2 separate regions of the Arachis hypogaea genome follow, and region 1 is linked to region 2. A link is a contact called in public Hi-C data. All regions are on one chromosome and are shown on one strand. The core of a region is the stretch at or near the end of the contact, and the rest is flanking DNA. Distances in the headings are between cores, read along the strand shown.

What was found. Hi-C and Micro-C count contacts between places; a contact is called where the count stands out from the background.
Region 1: a contact with region 2 is called in a Hi-C map of leaf, with 2.2 times the contacts expected there. The contact joins the enhancer-like site here to the promoter of LOC112765179 in region 2. A contact is called at or near these places in 3 of 8 Hi-C or Micro-C datasets (leaf and an unstated tissue).

What each region holds. Positions count from the first base shown.
Region 1 is chr17:130,168,500-130,174,998 of arahy.Tifrunner.gnm2.J5K5, forward strand. No RefSeq gene overlaps it. Among protein-coding and RNA genes, the nearest start is that of LOC140180880, 16 kb to the left of the region's middle. Within about 2 kb of position 4,467, at least 3 of the 3 cell types and tissues checked have open chromatin away from gene starts, as enhancers often do.
Region 2 is chr17:130,135,071-130,142,203 of arahy.Tifrunner.gnm2.J5K5, forward strand. LOC112765179 (cyclin-D4-2) reads right to left here and starts at 1,650. Exons shown (of 6, transcript XM_025811061.3): 1 at 818-1,650; 2 at 250-336; 3 at 66-164. The coding sequence starts at 1,147.

The DNA.
Region 1 (6,499 bases), core at 3,217-5,716, 36 kb after region 2:
AACAAGATCAATTGCTTCACTCTCCAGTAGTGCACCATTTGTCACATCTAGATTAACTCTATTTGGCCCTGAAGCATTACCTGTTGGAGGCACATCCTAATGTTGCAAATAGATTAAATAAAGACAATTAAATCCTAATCAATTTTTTTAGACATCTAAATACCTAAATTTTTTTATAAGAGACTCTTAAACCCCTGTCAACTTCATACAAAGACACTTAAAACTACTAACACTATAAACTACTAATGCTACATGATACCTGTTGCTCAGTTGACTGGACTGGTTGTTGCTGTCCTGATGGATTGTCAGTAGCCTCCGTAATTCTTTGCTTCTTTCTCTTTTATTTCCAGTTGAAATTTCTTGGAGCTCATTTGCATATTTTATAATAATGACATTTTTTCCACTTACTGCATGTAACCGGGAATGACCTCTTCAATTTTGTATCATTGTTCTCAGTTAACTGACTTTCATATACTTTGTCAACTCTTCTTCTTAGTACTAGACGTCCAGGAGGTCTCTTGATCAATGGTGCTTGTGACTTATAGTCAGCTGATGATATCTTTTGTCAGTATTCTTCACTATTTACAGGCATGATGGTGATCTCATAAGTCTTCCAAATGGCATCCATGGTAAGTCACTCATGAACAAAGTCTTCTAGTTTAAGATTTAGCTCGCGAAGTCTAAAAATAGCAGTTACAACGTGCTTGCATAGCAAACCTAAGTAATCATAGTATATGCATAAAAAAATCAACAGTTTAGCAAAATACAATTTCATCAATGAATAATAAATTTTAATTACAAAATCTTAATTTCATACTTGTTAGTTGTCATGCATTACAAGTGCATGCTTTTTCTCTAAGGTTTACACCAACTTTGTGATTTCTTCTTTGAACCTTAAATATGACTCTATCATCATCACCTGTCCATTTAGTATTCTATTTGTTACTTTTTGGTTTAATAATCTCATTTAGCCTTTGCTGCTGAACTGGAGCTAACTTTTCTGTAGAGTTCATCTACTTCTTCTTATGGAAGACCATCTTTCTCATAAGGTAACACCTTACATCTTCATACATGGTCAAAAATTATTTTCGTGTATGTGTACTCAGTGCTCACCACAGCAAATGCAATCATAAAAAAAAGTGATTATTTACATCTTGACTAACTGGAGATAAAAATTGAGCACAAAAATATCCCTTGAGAAAGCAACCATATAGACCAATAAGGGAGCGACAGTCAACTTTAAACCCACACTTGCATGCATCTAGAGGGATACATAGAGCCTATCAAATAGTGGTGGTGTTTCGAATTCTGGGATTAAGGCCAAAAAAACTGTTGAATTTGGTTGCTTTGTTCATTCAAATAGTCCCGGACCTTAACATATTACTGCCTTTCATTCCTCATTACTTCTTCTCTTGCTGCCTGTAATGCTCAAGTTACCATCTTTTCATTGATATGCACATGATAGCCTTGCTTTATGTGCTCAATTACTTCTTTAGGGGTTAGCATTGGCTGTGTCATCACCCTCTTCACCAACTTGCTAGTTACCCAAGTTCTAGTAGCTATGTTACTTGTCAAGTTTCTTCCACATTTATGCTCCTTTTGATAAGTCTTCACTTGGAAACAAAGCTTATGGCTATTCTATGAGGTAAAAATAAGCCAATGGCAACTATCTTCAACATACTTAGTCCTAACTCTCAACGATTCATTTTTTAAGTACTACAACTCTTTTCCTTCATATGCAAGCATGTCCTTCAATGCTAATTTGAATTGAGCTATTGTATCAAACAATTATCCTACCTAAAACTTAACATCTCCATAATCAGTTTTATCATCATACTCTGAATATTTTGGTCTTTCTTCATTATCAGGTGAAATAGGAGAGTTAAAAACTTCAAACTCATACACATAAGGCTTTTCAACATCACTATCCACCTCTTCATCAATTGGCTCTGAGTTGGGCTTATCTCCATTGATATTTTCTAGGCCTCCATTACTGACATTTGGGCCTCCTATATCATCATTTAGGTTTGCTGCTGTTGTAGACCCAATATTCTGTCCATCCATAATATCTGGTTGAGTTAAAATATATTTTTTAGTCCTGCCCACATATATCTTTGCTGCCTTCTTCTTTTGAGTCTTAGAAGAGTGACCCACAACTTCTTTTGTCTTGACATTCTTCTTTTATGAAGTGACATTTCTCTTATTTACAGTAGCATTCTTTTTTTTTGTCAATTTTTTTTGTTGTTGTTAATCTCTTTTTTTTAGTCAAAATCTCACTACTACTACTACTATTATCATATTCAAACACAGATAGAGGAGGCTTGTAAACTTTATCTTTGCACTCTCATAACCATCATCACTAGATGAGTTAGTATCTCTTTCCACATCAATAGCAGCCTCCAACAATTTAGGATTATTTACATCATGATCACAATAGATATACAGCTCATCAGTCTTCATGTTAGCCATTTTGTTATCACACATCTCATTAATCTCTTTTTTTTTTTGAAAATATGGAGTCTAAACTCAATATCCCCTACAATAGATCTAGCCAGTACATTTTTTTATAAGTTTGGTAACCTAACTCCTTAAGCATTTTTACTAAGTCTTTAAAATTCACAAAGTCTATATCCAACTTAGGAAACTTGTGAACCTTACCATCTATATAGTTGAGCACACTATTCTCATCTCTTTTAAATCATCTTTCATGGTGAAACACAAACACAATTTCATAAACCATCTATAGCAAACATAACAGTAAATTAAACTAAATTCTAAAAAAACTAATTTTTAATTAACATATAATACCTCATTCAATATTAATTAAAAATTGCTAACTTATTTTCATTACTTCATTTCTTTACTAAATCCTAAAATAAAAAATATTTGTCCTAACAACCAGACAAGTCATTAACTCCAAATCGCATGCAATAAAATTGTAAAGGAGGATCACCAGCAAGACCACACTCACAGGACCATAACAAAACATAAAAAAATGCTAGAAAACAAAGCAAAAAACCTACCTCATGTTCCTTGTATAACCTGTCACCACAATGTCATAATGACGTCAGCTCTTCGCCGTCACTGTATTGTCACGTCGTCGTTCGCCGTTTGTCACAGTATCTCTCGGTGGATAATTTCTGGCCCGAAAAAGGGTGTTGTCTTAGAATTTTCTGTAATTGTTAATGTGAAGAAGGAAAAAGAAGAGAATAGTCTTTCTATATAATGTTATTGGTGCGAAACGCAATGTTTTGACTTTTTCATAATGTTGACGTTTTGCTTACTATACCGAGAGGCGAATTATCGCAAACAAATTATCCAATGACACATAAGAATATTCTTTTTGTTACACGTAGGAATGTTACCTGATATGTAGGATTGTCTCCACTTTCTATTGTTAGAGACTTTGACATAAAAACCAGAATATCTGACAAAAATAATGAATAGGGATTGCGATAGAATTATGTTTTTGTTAAAGGATAGAAAGGAGTTCCATAAAATTATCAGAAATTGGGTGAGATTTCATTCTATAATATTTTATGATATGAAATTAATTTTTTTAAATTTTTATTAAGTAAAATTATATAAATAATTATATTATGTAAGAAGTTTTTTATATTTAAAACGTGAATTATACATATGTTTGTTTTTGTCGTAAACTGAAATTATATTTATATTTTTTAAATTTTAGCAACATAATAACAAATTTTTGACAATAAAAAATATAAAATTCAATTATTTGTATATTTTTATTTAAGAGATAATATTTTTTAGTTTATCAAATATTAATTTATCACAAATTTAAATTTTATTTAAAAATTTATAATTTTATATTGATTAATAAATTGTTATATATAGATATTTAAAACAAATGAATTAACTGATCACTTGAAAATAATGGTTTAATTACTCTATTAGTCTCTATAGTTTCGCGAAATTTTCAATTAGGTTCCTATACTTTTTTTTCTTTTAATTGGGTTCTTGCACCAAATTTTTTTTTCAATTAGGTCCTTTTTAGTAGTAATTGTTTTAATTGTATAAGGACCCAACTAAAAAAAAATTTGTGCAGGGACTCAAATAAAAGGAAAAGAAAGTATAGGGACTCAATTGAAAAACAAATTTAATGCAAAGACCCAATTAAAAAAAAAGTATAAAAATCTAATTAAAAATTTTACGAAATTATAGGACCAACAGAATAATTAAACCAAAAATAATCAATGAATTATAATAGTCGAATGGATGGCAGCTTAACGAATCACAAAAGGCCACAACATCTGCCGTATCTTCTCTGAGTGTCTCCACGACACAAACAACTAATTCTTGATTCTTCATTAATTAAATATGCCACTCGCAATTTAATGTGTAATTAACGAAAAAATTAATATTAATTATTAGTATACCGATTCTACTATACAGCTTTTGTTTTTTTCCACACTTTAGAAGGTAGGTTGCCACTTCCCACGTGCACTCAGATTGGGTCCATTAGAGATTAATTACACTCACTCTCCCCTGCACCTTCACATTCCTTTCCAACACACACCACTTTTTCTTCAATCCTCACCCCTAATCGTACATTATTTAGGAAGATTTTTAAGTGTACCGTCATACTGGTATATCATTAATTTTTAATCATTAATTTTAATTATAAAAAATATAATATTTTTTATATTTTTATAATTAAGATCAACGGTTAAAAATCACTGATATACCGATATGACGATACACTTGAAAATCTTTCCATTATTTATTCAATCCTAAACTTCATTACATCCTTTCATGTTCATTTATACTTTAAAATTAATTTAAATTAACCGAATAGTCAATTCATTTATCTGTTTAACTAAGTATCGAAAGTTTAAATCTCGTCTTATATATTTTTTTAAATATAACTCAAATTTGCGACGAATTAATTCTTAACTTATCAGACTAAAAAATAAAAATGATGTTTAATTAAGATATGAAAAAAAAAGCTACTGTGCTTAAGTTTAGAATTTAATCTAAACTGAAGAAGAAGATCGTATATTGACAATAAAAAATGTTTCTACAATTATAAAAAATTTATCACCATATATTTATTATTTCATGTATTTTTAATAAATAATTAATTATAAAATAATAATTTTTTTACAACTGAGTAATGAAGTTTTTTCATAAATATTAAAAATCAGTTAATACTATATTTTTATATTTTATTTATATTTTAACTGTAAATACAAATCTAATTTAATTATATTATTTATAAATTTTAATTATAAATATAAACGTATCATCATTTTGTATTCTAATAAATATCTTTACACATTTGTTTATTCGTTGGTATTTTATTTTGTGTCTAGAGTCACAATTGAAGTATAATTACAATCATGGACAACTTTATAATTTATTTTTAAGTTTCTTACTAAGTAAGAACTAAAAAGTGTGCTTTTTTTGCTAATTAAATAAATTTAACTCTTTATTTATTGTATTTTATATTAATAACTCAAATTTAAAATTTATAATTTAAAATTTAAATTTATGGTATAGAATTTAAAGTTTAGGGTTAGTTTAAGATTTTTATTTTATAGTATAAAACTTATAATTTAATATTTAAAGTTGAGAATTCATATTTTAAAATTTATGATTTAAGCTTTAAAATTCAAGGAGCACTGTGATCCTTAATTACTTTTTCCAAAGCGCATTAACATTGGCTTAGGTTTAGATATTATATTGCGATTGAATAAATATAATTTAATTTTAAAGTAACTCATAAAAATATAATTACCCAATAACACAACTCTTGAGTCTTAAGTAATATAGGATTCTAATTACACCATTCAACACTAAATTGGAAACTAAATTTTTTTTTTTAGTTGTCTTCCGTATTTTCTAATTCAAATAAACTAAAGATTAATTTGTCGTAATCTTGTGGATTTGAACTCTATTTAAAAGTCGTTAGTCAATAAATTACTACATGCACAAAATAATATTTGAATTTTTAACACTCAAATGGACGAATAAGTTAATTACTTGGCTAACTTAAGTTGGTTAGGATACTAACGCCCAATTTGGATAAACAACTTAATTAAGCTACTTTTGAAAAAATAGCTTAAACAATAAATGATTATATTAAAAGTAGCTTATAAATAAGTTATTTTGTATTTGGATTTTTAGTTCTAAAAATAATTTTTTTATAGAAATGTGATAAAAAGTAGTAGCATTATAAGAGAAGTCATTTTTTTTTTACTTCTCTATAAACTCCTAAATAACTTCTTAAAAAATTGCAATTTGGTTTTAAAAATTGCACCAGACATTAATACTATTACTTTTTATAAGTCAAAAACTCAAAAAAATTACTTTAAAAGCTTTTCAAATGCACCCTAAAATTATAACAAGTTTAAACTAAAAAAAGAAAGAAAGAAAGATAGAAATATAATGGAGATTAGAAGGGAATAGTTTAACGACGAAGAGCAATGGAGTTGGCAAAAGTCGCTTGTCTTGGCTTAAGCAATGTCTTTATCGA
Region 2 (7,133 bases), core at 400-2,899:
TGCATTGAACTTCACAAGTTACCAAGCATATTAAGGAAACAAAATTGAAAACTTTTCTACTCTACCTGCAAATCAAGGGTGAAAGGAACTTCAGTCTCATCAATTTTCGCTGCAATTGATAAACAGGCCACTGCCAGCAATTGCATTGTCCAAGTTCTTCCCTTCTACAAGTGGAAAGGCTGGATCAAAACCAGCACATTATAACAAAATGCAGATGAAACTTTTTCTTTATCAGATTCCTTGACTTACTGGTAATTCATACGATGAAAGAAATCGATCCAAGTAATTTATAGATAGATATTCACATAGAGGTCCAAAACCAAAATGTGCTCGAACCTATAAAACAAACATATGTGTTCATCCATTAGTCAATAACACCATAGATAAGTCTAAAATGCTAATCACACCATTGATCTTATTTTGATTCCATCTAAATCCTTATTATAAAAACAAAAAATGAAAATCTAGTCCAAATTTACTTATGAAAGTAGAACCATCATAAAAAGCTGAATGAATGAGTTAAGAAACTGTTTCAAACTCTCTTTCCAGATTGAACTCTCAACATCCGAATCCAAATCCTATTGCCAAAAACCGATTAACCCTGCTTAGAAGTTCTGGTTCAGATTTCATTTTTAGGCCATCAATGTAATCATGATTCAGAGTCAGAAAAAGCCAAACTAATCTCATACAAGTAAACATAGAAGAAGAAAAGATCAGATGATTGGACTAGACTCTATTAAGAAAGAGCAAAAACAAAAGAAAAAGAAAACAACCGAAGTCTCTCTTTCTCTTTCTCTTTCTGTATTTGAACACACACCTTTTCAATCCAATGAATGGCCTCATTTCTGGCCCCAAAATCCAAATCCCCAGATTGTAACCTGTTCAAGTAAGCGGCACCACCATGCCAGTGTTCACACTCCTTTTCCATCATCACTGCCACACACTCATCACTCTGCAATGGATACCCATCTGCCTCATCACCATCAAAGTTGCAACCTTTTTTATTATTATAACACCTAGGACGCCATGAATCCTCATCAAACACTTCATCCATGGCACCACCACTACCCCCATAAGGATTATCATCGAAGAAGCTTGTGTCCTCTGCACAGAGCAGGCTTGAAACGCAATCAAAGCTTGGTGCCATTGCAGAAGCCTCAAATAAATAAATAAAAATATACTTTTTTTGAACAAAAAATCCAACCCCAGAAATAAAAACCGATAAAGAATGAAACTTTGTGATAATATAAGAGATGGGGTGTGTGTTGAGAAGAGAAGAGAAGTGAGTGAAAGAAAATAAGAACAAAAAAGATGGGTGTATAGTGAAGCCAACCAAGCAGTGCGTGTTTGTTGTCTTCTCTTCTCTTCTCTCTCTATCTCTGTCTGAAAGGTTTTTGGGGCTGAAAAGAGTGCCGCATGAGAGGCGCTTATGAAGAGAAACGAACACTCCTTTTAGGGTAAAAGGCAGAGAGAGAGAGAGAGAGAGAGTGGGGTTAAGGGGGGGACACAGAAGAGAAGAGAAGAGAAGAGGGGCCCTGTGGAGTGAAGAGTTGTGAGTGTTTGTGAAAATGTGAAAATGAAAATGAAAACGAAAAAATATTGAATGAAAGGCAATTACTACTCTTCGCAAATAAGGAAGGAAGAGAGTGAGAAGGCGTGTGTTTTGTTAATAATGAAACATTTTTATCGGAGAAACATTAGGAAAACATATATCAACTTCAAGATTTTGTTTTTCAATTATGGTTTACGAAACAAGGTAGAAAGTCAGGTGTAGTCAATTTTACGTAAAATTAATAATTAAGAGTGATTAAATAATTTAATTAATTTAACTAAATTTCTATCTAAGGCTGTGTTTGTTTATAGAGACAGGACACTGAGACAGGGACACAGAGATACAAAATCGTGTTTGACAAAGGAGACATGAACAGAGACAATGTGTCATAAATTAGTGTATTTTGTGTCCATTCTGATATGAAGGACACGGAGACACTAACAAGAGATACAAGTTATTTTTTATTTTTTCTTTCATTATTTTTGTTAATTTTTTATAATTATACTTTTTTATTATTATATTTTTCATCTCAAATTTTTTGAATAAAAAAAAAGAATAAATTGAATTTTTATAATTTGTTCTAGTTTATCACCAAACAAAATACAAAAACACAAAATTTTATGTCTCTGTCCATTATATCTTGTTCTCAATGTCTTATCATGTTCTGTTCTCAAAAACAAAGGCCGCCTAATAGTTTTTTTTTTTTTATCACAAAACAATTGTCAAACTTTTTCTTTCTTGTCTTTTTTTTTTAATGTGTGATACTCTTAGTTATCTACACATGAAATGTTTTCTCTTTAAAATACTTTCAATTTATAGTTTTAGTTATGGAAAAAGATTTTTCATGTTTAATTAATTGAAATTATTGTAGTAAGGGCAAACACTAATAAGAAAAACAAAAATTGGGGTACCATGTAATTATTGAATGATATGATGGGTTTTTTTTTTTAAGGAGTGTTTTAAATATATTTAAAAAATAAATATTTATTTTGTATTTCTATAATAAAAAAATTTTATTTAATATAAATATGAAATTATTTTACTTCCATAATAAATGAAAATTATTCGTACTTAATGATTAATGAAAATTTTATTTATTTGCTTCTTAATTTGAAGTCAAATCCTTACGAGTGATTTTGAATTTTAATTATATAGCAATAATGTAAGTAAAAATAGTTACTATTTATAATTATTATTTTAAAATTTAATCAATTTTTTCTTTCTTGAGTAGTAACAGCTTCTACAAATTTTCCCTTTTTTTTTTTCTGGAGGTTTTATTGATTATGGAAACACGGAGAGTTATATTCTCAAGGATTGCTCTCAAATCATCATTTACCAAAAATAACGTCAAAAAAAAGAATTACTGCGACGCAATTTCCAAATACACGGAGCGTTGCGACTGTTAGTTAATACTTAATACAAATATTTTCACTCTGATTCATTAATTTTCTTTCTAATAATGTGCACTCAAATATTTCTATTTCTAAAACTTTTAGTAGCACACTGGAAATTAGAGTTGTAGATTCGTTGAATTAAATATTTTTATTGATAATCAATTTAAGTTAGTTGAGTAGTCAATTTAGTAAGTATCGACAATAGATCTTTAAATAAAATTCAAATATGCGACAAATTAATTTTTAACTTGTTGGATTGGGGGATACTATGAAAAAAAAATATATTTTTATTGATAATGTGTATTTTGTATAAACAAAGATAAATAGGTTGTTAACATTTTAGTAGGACTATTTCTTTATCTAATAAATGAATATCTAATATCTTTAAAAAAATATATATTATCAAAATATATTATATATAATTAAAAATAAAGAGTAAGCATCTAGATAAGTTTTTAAAAAATTTTGCATAAGTCGTTTTTATTTCTAAGAAAATTTTATTATGGTAAGATCTTGGAACTTTATAAAACTAAAATATATAAGTTTTTTCAATTTTTCGTCACATTTTTTAACACTTATTTGTTCAAATAAAAATAATAAATTTAATTAGAATAATAATTTATATATTTTATTTTTATAAAATTTAAAATTTTAATATAATAAATCTTTTTAATGACAAAAATGTCCCACATAAAAATTCTTAAAGACCTATTTGATTATATATATTCAAAAATAATATTTTTTAAAAAGTTAATTAAGTGATAGTAATTTGTAACTGAAATATAATTTTAAAAATGAGGAAGGAGTGAAGGAGATTGTTGTGTAAAAGGGTTAAAGGAAGGAAGAGAGAAGAGGATGTGTTGTCCCGTGTGGACACGTGTGCATAGATGACATCAGCGGATACGGAAGGCCACGTCACACTCACTCTCCACTCTCCAAATGCAAATACCTCTCACATTTCCCTCCACCCTTCCCCGCCAAATCATAAATGATTTAACAATTTTTCAAACATTATTTCTCCTAATAATATATAAAATTAATATCTAGATTAAATTTATTTATGCAAATATTAGTTTATGATTTATTTTTTTAAATAAAATATTTTGCTTAACAAAATGTATACTAGCCAAACACAAATAATGTTAGGACATCAATATAGTCAGATTTTTATTTTTAATATTGGGTTAACAATTATATTTTTTTTAAATGTGGGATGATTTAATTTACGGAATACAAATTGGACCGTCTAATTTTTAAAATGTACAGAAATCGGACCGTCTGATTTCTGTACTCAAACTGTCCGATTTGTGTTTAAAAAATTAAAAAAAAATTGGAGTACACAAATCGGACCGTTCGATTTGTGTACTCCAAATTTTTTTAATTTTTTAAACACAAATCGGTGTCCGATTTGTGTACCCCAAATTTTTAAAATTTTTTAAACACAAATTGGACCTTCCAATTTGTGTACATTCCATAATTATAAAAAACATAAAAAATTATCATGTTAAGATATAACACTCCTCCTACATCCATATTCAAATTTTTTAGCCCAATATAATATATAATGAGTAAAAATATAAAATTCTGTAACCAATTAAATCACAAAAATAGATTCTCTTTATTTTTCTCTCAAGCTACATTATCAAATGCAATCACTCAACATAGAATTTGTTAATGAGACTAAAAAAAATTGCATTTACCAATATTATTTGACAAAAAAAATTAAAAAACATACATTTTTGAAATTACTATTCTTTGTGCCTTTGGAAAAAAACTTTTGTCTCTTATGGTTATTATTCCATTATTCCATGCAATTCAGAAAAAGAGATGTACTTTTTTTTCCCGCTTTCTCATCACTTTTAGGCGCGTTTTCCTTTTTATTACCCTTAAGTACAAAATTGTTATTAGCCATTGACCACACTACCTTCACCTTCAGTAGGACCAAATCTTCTTCTTAATTAGTATTTTTATATTTTATTTAATGATAAATTAAAATAAATTATAAAAATTTAATTTATTTTTATTTTTTATAAAAAAGAATTAAAAATTATATTTATAAAAATTTGATAAAAATAATAAAAAAATAAAAAATAAGTTATATTTTTATTAATATTTCTGTATTTTGTTGTCAAAAAAAATATAAAATATATTAATTTAATGTCTCTAGATATAATATTTTTGTCTATATTTTATCTATCAAATATAATTTTATATTTCTATTTTTTTTATTTTAGTGTTCTCTATCTATAAACAAACAGAATCCTATTTAACTCACAAATACAAAATTAGTGAGTGACATTTTGTAATAATTATTAGTCACATTCTGAAGTAAACTAATTAACCCCTTTGGCTTAGTGCTTTTAATTACTCCATCACTAATTATACAACTTGTTAGAGATGATGAATTTTCCATTTCAAGCAGTGTCATTGCAATTATCAAAACTTCAATGAATGGTTTCTTACCAACACATATTGTGTCTCTTTCCTTTCTAACAATAGTAATGCCTTTTTTTTTTCATCTTCTTTCATACACTTTTAATTTTGCAACTTTTTTAACTTTCTATGGAGAGAAAAGTGATGATGGCTTGTATTTGAAAGAATAATACTGTATTTATTTATTTATTTTTTGGACAGGATAATACTATGTGTTAATGAGTACAACTGTGCATATGATATGCTAGATACATTGAGATTAGAGAGATCTCAAATGGTAATAATTTGAAAAATAATAATATAAATAATAAAATTTACATTTTTTCTTATATATAATCATATTTGTTTACAGTATTTTTTAGACTAATAAATTACTAACCAATAAATTAATATATACATAATAAAAAAATTAAATTTTTGACACTTATTTAAATAAACAAGTGACTTAACTATTTCACAATTCAACTTAATTTTATATTTTGTCATATTAATAATAGAAATAGGCATAATATTTCTACATTACCAAAAAAATTACCACAATGTTAGCAGGCATAATATTAGAGATTCACCATAAAATATAACTTTCACATTCATTATGCATATATCTTATCTAATAATGAATAGTATATAAAATATAAATTACTTTAGTGTGTTTTACATACCAATGCAGGTTTAAATCATATGCAGTTGAATCGATATAAAAGTTTTACACAAATAATTAATTATGTATTATTAATTAATAAAAATAATTAATTTTTAAATTCACTACTTAAAAAACCGTTTAAATGAATAAATTAATTAATATAAAAAAAATTTACATACATAATCAATTGTATTTCGTCAAATCAGCAAATTTTTTTTTTAAATTTACTACTTAAAAAGTCATTTATTTAAACGCATAAATCTAATTAAATAATCGTAAAAAATATCTTATACGTACTATTAATGTATTAAAATTAACCAATTAAACAAATAATGTAACTCATTTTTTATTTTTTACAGTATTTTTAATAGATTGCTGCATGTACAGTGTGGTATTCGAAACTCTAATACTTATTTAAACATATTAATAAACTAATTATTAAACCAATTCAACTTGATTAATACAACTCATTTTTGGCCGTTGAGATGAAATAGATTTTGTAGACAAAGTTAGAGCAATAATCCAACGTGTTTTTGGTTTTGTTTGTATAATTAAGACTCTGAGATGCGCCTCGACTAGGCAATGCTATTTTAGTTATAAAATTTTGATGCAATGCTCTTTGAATCTTTCATTGTGGTTTGTGGCCATAAAAATATTATATTTTTCTCTTTCGCTGCTGGCAAAGCAATATTTTCCGTTGGGTTTTTCTACGACAAACTTCCACAAAGAAAGATTTGAAGAACAATATATAAATAAATGTTACACTATTTATATGGAAAAAGGTGAATTATTATTATACTCTTATTGTCAACTTGTTATTTTTGAATGTTAGCTATAGAGACTTCTCCAATGCCTCAATACTCATGAATCAAAGCATTTAATGAGGTTACTAAAAAATTACATTGTGTTAAACCATTAAATTTTAAACTTAATAAAAGAAAATTACCTTGGGCTAATAAACAATTAAAATGTTAAACTAAGCAAAGCACGTGACAAAAAAGTTAAACTTAAGTAAGCCTAATCTAAATTTAAATTTTAGAATCTTAACAAAACAATGACATTTTTGTACAAATACATGATTAGCGTTGTGAGAATATCACGCCTTAATTGC